2 separate regions of the Zea mays genome follow, and region 1 is linked to region 2. Evidence: chromatin contacts called from public Hi-C data. All regions are on one chromosome and are shown on one strand. The core of a region is the stretch at or near the end of the contact, and the rest is flanking DNA. Distances in the headings are between cores, read along the strand shown.

Region 1 (2,817 bases), core at 306-2,805, 220 kb after region 2:
TTAAGCGGCACACCAAACACGCCCTATGTTTACATGTTACAACTGTCACCATGTGGCGAATATATGTGCGTATTGGAGGCCCAAAACCCTCAATGGGCTCTTCTTACCTGAAGAGGCCGTGCGCTCTACTACAAACGGAAGTAAAAAAAGGGCCCGAATGGGAAACGGGAGGCAAACCAAGGGGCCGAATGCTAGCTAGCATCACAGCGCTGGTGTTCATTTGGTGAAACAACTACAAGCGTGATCCGTATGGTATGGACCGCTCGAATCTGTCGGCACGGGTGATAGATTTGTTCTCTGTTTGAGCACAGAATCACAGCCACTTGTTCACTTGTTGGTGGTCCTTTTCCTTCTTCCTCCTAATACTGGCGCTCTGTTTGTTTCCTGGACGTGCAGCAGGTGCAGGTGCATTCAAGAACCCTTGTTGACAATTTCGCTCCTACCAGCAGCAGCAGTAGTACTCGTGCCGACATCACGTAGGATCCTGCTCTGCAAAATCAGGATGAGCGGCATGTCTCTAGCAGCAAGATCGAGCGATACTGCAACTACATTGTTGTAAAGTTTTGGATTTTGTCCGGATTTGCCGCTAGGCCTAGAGGATTTGGATCCCAATCCACCCCATTTTATTTGGAAACCGACGTTTTCTTGTGCTGCTAAATGACGCGGGCAGATAGCAGAGTAGAGAGGAGAGAACAGTACAGAAGGACTAGGGTTTTTTTTTTTGCTCTCTCTTATAGTTTCTGTAGCAGCAGTAACCAGGCCATTAACAGCCATGGGCGTGTTCGGCAGGCTGCAAGCCGACACTGTTGCAGCTGTTTGGACTGCTGCAGCTGCAATCCATAGAGAGAAAAATACTGTAGAAGCCGCAGCCGCAGCCGGATTGCAGCCGCAGCAAGCCGCAGCGAACAAGCCGCATCATTCCTCCATGCGACCATGCACGGAGGCCGATGCATGGCACTGTTGCTGCCAGAGAGAGAAAGAGAAAAGAGAAAAGAGGGAGATGGAGATTAAAAAAAAGGCCTTTGGTAGCTTTTGGTGCATGCAATGCAACTGCAAGGGCTTTGGACTCGAGCTTTAGTACCCCTCCCGTCTGGCCCCGCTTGGGTTATAGTAAACTGTTTTGGATTTTTGGGTGTATTTGGTTTGATGTCAAAGTAGGATGAGTCGGGGGCGCCACTGTCCCCTTAATTTTTTGGATCACGCCGCTCCCAAAAATCACTCTGGTGTTCACCTCGCTCCCGCTTGACTCTCAATCAAACACTATAAAAAACATGACCGTCTCATTTCATCCCTCTTTGTACATTCAACCAAACGCATCCTAAAGCTGTCAAGGAGAATAGATAGATATTGGCCACCCATATGACCCCATCCATGTACTACACTACTGCAGCTGATGCCTGCAGCACTGACTGACAGCTGCGCCCTTTTTTCCGCCTTTGGATACTAGCAGCAACTAGCAAGAGGCATTGCGACAGACCTTCGTCACCAACCATATATAATATAGTGAGGGATACTATTAGCGCTCAGTTTCCAACAAGCAAAGCATGTGACGCTCAGTTTCGCTTGTGGACTGCGCCTGGAACGGTGGAGGCCGTAACTGTGACGCTCGTGCTGGAACAGAGTGGGAGGGGGAGGAATCTTTAGCCTAGCCGACAGTTCATTGGCTTTAGATTCGTCTCCAAGCCGAAACCATCATGATGGCAAGGAACACGGACGGGCTCAGCAAATAAAATAAATAAATAAATAAATAAATATCGACGAGCATCAAATCAATTGTCATGTACCGTACGTCGTTGTACTATGCAACAGCTGCTGGCTGCTAAAATTCTAATTGTTGCAGCCTTAAAAAACACTCGTGTTTTTTTTTGCACACGTGTAACGGTGTATCTGGACACTACCAATTCCCTTCGGATCAGAGGGAGGAAAAGAAATTAGTTTATTTTCTCTCCCTCTCTCGCTTCTCTCGGATTTCAAAGTGGATCTGAGTGCCCACAAACTCGTCTGAAAGAAACATCCACGTACGTACGTACACCCCTCCGTGCGCTGTAGTAGCTGGTGTTTAGACAGTCTCCAGCGTCCCCTAAATTCCATCATTTAAAGGAATATTCCTTTTCTTTATAGCACCCTCTAAAAATTCCACTCTCTATATTTTTTTCATCTCCAGTAACGTTCTCTAAATTCCATCCTCTATTTCTACAGTGTTAACAAAATCCATAAAGTACCATATTTGCATATAATTTGAACATGACGTAATTAACTAATGCAAAAATGACACTTGGACAATTTTGCGAACGTATATTAATTAGGAAATCAATTATCCATGATTATTGTATATATATTAATTCATGTTGGTTAACTCTAACAAATAATCTGTCGTTCGTTTGCCAACAATAAATTTGCAATTACATATAAAATGTCATTTACGTGTACTTAAATCAATTTCTGGTGTTCAGTTTACACCATGGTCTATGGGTCCCACAATTATCCATGAGTTAGGCTCTTTTCACAAGATATCGATATAGAGGCCAAAAGACCTAAAAAGAAGAAGAAGAAAAAGATACTCTTCAAGATATAGAAATAGAGATGAGTTGGATAAGGAAAATATACATTACAAAAAGGAGATACAAAAAATGTATTGAGAAGTGAGAACCATTGTTTTCAATGAAGATTTGAATATAAAAAAAAGTTAAGGCCCGTTTGGTAGGTTAGAGGGGCTACGAGCATCTCTAAGAGCTCCCCTATCCCTAATCCAACCACCATATTAGGAGAGTTGGCTTAAAATCTCTACTCCAATAGATCCCTCTTTTATCCTCATTA
Region 2 (2,700 bases), core at 4-2,503:
GGTTCATCTGGGCGGTGCATTGCCCACGGTGGGGGCAGAAGGTGCCAGAAAGAAGGCTGCAACAAAGGAGCCGAGGGGAGGACCATCTTCTGTAAAGCCCATGGAGGGGGCAAGCGCTGTGAGCGCCTTGGATGCACCAAAAGTGCCGAAGGCCGGACAGATTTCTGCATAGCTCACGGCGGCGGGCGGCGTTGCAGTCATGACGGGTGCAAGAGGGCGGCGCGAGGCAGATCGGGCCTGTGTATCAAGCATGGTGGCGGGAAGAGGTGCCAAACGCTGAACTGCACAAAGAGCGCGGAAGGGCGGTCAGGCATGTGCATCGCTCATGGTGGCGGGCGGCGCTGCCAGTACGCTGGCTGCGGGAAGGGAGCCCAGGGCAGCACAAACTTCTGCAAGGCCCACGGCGGCGGCAAGAGATGCACGCACCCCGACTGCTCCAAGGGCGCGGAGGGGAGCACGGCGTTCTGCAAAGCCCACGGAGGCGGCAAGCGCTGCTCGGCTGACGGCTGCACGAAGAGCGTGCACGGCGGGACCCAGTTCTGCGTCGCGCACGGAGGCGGGAAGAGGTGCGTGGTGGAAGGGTGCGGGAAGAGCGCGAGAGGCAGGACCGACCGCTGCGTCGGCCATGGCGGGGGCAAGCGGTGCCACTCCGCCGGCTGCGGGAAGAGCGCGCAGGGGAGCACCGATTTCTGCAAGTCCCACGGCGGTGGCAGGCGCTGCTCGTGGGGGCACCCTGGCTCAGACCTCGGGTCTGGTGGCGCTCCCTGCGACCGGCTGGCGAGAGGCAAGAAGGGGCTGTGCGACCGGCACAACCCGCTGGTCCATGACAACAGCGTGCATGGGGGTGCGTCGTTCGGTGGCTTCAGTGTCGTCAGTGCCGCCGCCCTTTCTGAGGGAGATGGCTCTCCATCTCCAGGCACCGAGACAAGCATGCGCAGCTTCTTCATGCACGCGGTGGAGGCTCCTCGCTGTGTGGCGGCCTCGGCCCATGAAGGCCGGGTGCATGGGGGCAACTTCATGCCTATCATGCTCGACGGTGGCGTGGGACTCGGGAAGAGGCCGGCCGACAACGCTGATGCTGGTGCCTCTGCCCCTCCTCGCAGCTGGAAAAGTATGGAGAAGGCCTGTGGATCTGCGCCGCGCAGCTGGCTGTAGTATTTGCCAGAAGTTCGTGACCTGCTCACAGCTCACTCTCTCCATCTGGGTCTCCTCTGCTCCTGCTCCAAGTGTCTCCCGTGTCCTCTGGTCATGCGTGGTATGGTATGATAACATGAACTGTGTGTGTACTGGTTGGTCAGGACTCGGGACTTGTTTGGTACTGTGGATATTGTGGTTGTTTGTGCTCTTGTAGCATAGGTCTGGTCGAACATACCTACTAGTAACAGTCGTCGTGTGCGGTGTGTGATTGAATTGTAAATGAAAGGAACGCCTCGTCATGATACAAATAAAAAATAGTACCTTTCCTCGCGGCGCCCGCCAAATAAAAAGACTCCATTGTTTGTCTCCTAAAGCTCTCCAAGTTTTAAATACAGATAAAAAAACATACCATAGAGCATTTATGGATAATATGATGCTATTGAAATTAAGCAATATTTTACTATGTATGATCCTACCAGTTTATCATGTCGCGTGGTGCGATTAGAGAGGTCTTCCCCACCGAGTTATAGCATTCCAAATCCATCCCATCATATTTGATCTATATCCATCCACATACTCATCATGGATCATGAGTGCAAAACTCATCTCATACTCATCCCCACTCGGGTTTCGGGTCTCTATCCCCAATTAAGGGATACCTAGGTACTAACAGCTAGTACAAACTATCCAGATTTCAGACATCACCACATCGGCAAACACTCATCCATGAACCATGATTCATTTATCCATCCATCAAAAAAGAAATCAGTCCTTTAAGACCAATAGAAAAAATGGAGAAATGTAGTCTGCTCACCTTCCTTAGTCACCATCCGAGTTCATTAACCCATGTGATGCTGCCCCACCGGATTCTTGTACTTTGTGGCTGTTTGGAAAATAAGCATGTGCTCATATTATCCATGTTGTGCTCTCTTCCCTCATGTGCTCAGAATATACATGTGCTCAGAATACTGAATACATGAGCAAAGTCAGAATACCCATGCTCAGGATATGCAAATTCTAAACAATATCAGAACAATATTTGGCACATAACAATATCAGAACAAGGGCTCGTTTAGCAGAACAAGCATACAAATAGAAATGCTCATACTTAACCAATAGTAGAACAAACATGCAGATTTATTTGTTTTGTTTCTATCCAAAAGACAACAGAACAAGCATGCAAAATAGTGCCCCATAGCAATGCTAATACTTAACCAACTAGAACATGCTGAGAGAACACAAAAAACAAAGATTTTGGGTTTATTCTACGACACTATGGTTGACTCCATTCATTATACTGGTACAGCAAGGTGAAAGTGGTGAGAATTCCATTCCATGACATTGGCTTCATTGAAATCAATGGATGAAGTTATGCAACATACTCCCGGCATACATTATCACATGAAAATTCATCCAATCAGCGACAATTCATTATGAAAGATGCAAGTCATTTTTAAGGCAGTAAAAGAATAGTTAGACCAATAACATAAAAGAGAACTTGAACTTACACATAACAAAACAAGCATAGTAATTGAAATATGTAAGAATCACATATAATTATAA

The links. Hi-C and Micro-C count contacts between places; a contact is called where the count stands out from the background.
Region 1: a Hi-C map of seedling shows a contact between it and region 2, with 8 times the contacts expected there. The contact joins two enhancer-like sites. A contact is called at or near these places in 2 of 25 Hi-C or Micro-C datasets (ear and seedling).

Annotation. Positions count from the first base shown.
Region 1 is chr5:142,730,731-142,733,547 of Zm-B73-REFERENCE-NAM-5.0, forward strand. No RefSeq gene overlaps it. Among protein-coding and RNA genes, the nearest start is that of LOC100275689, 16 kb to the right of the region's middle. Within about 2 kb of position 1,556, at least 18 of the 20 cell types and tissues checked have an H3K27ac peak or open chromatin away from gene starts, as enhancers often do. A contact at or near this core is called in ear and seedling, where this site is marked.
Region 2 is chr5:142,507,643-142,510,342 of Zm-B73-REFERENCE-NAM-5.0, forward strand. LOC100383395 reads left to right here. Exons shown (of 3, transcript NM_001176050.1): 3 at 1-1,482. The coding sequence ends at 1,155. Among protein-coding and RNA genes, the nearest start is that of LOC100383395, 5.6 kb to the left of the region's middle. Within about 2 kb of position 1,254, at least 19 of the 20 cell types and tissues checked have an H3K27ac peak or open chromatin away from gene starts, as enhancers often do. A contact at or near this core is called in ear and seedling, where this site is marked.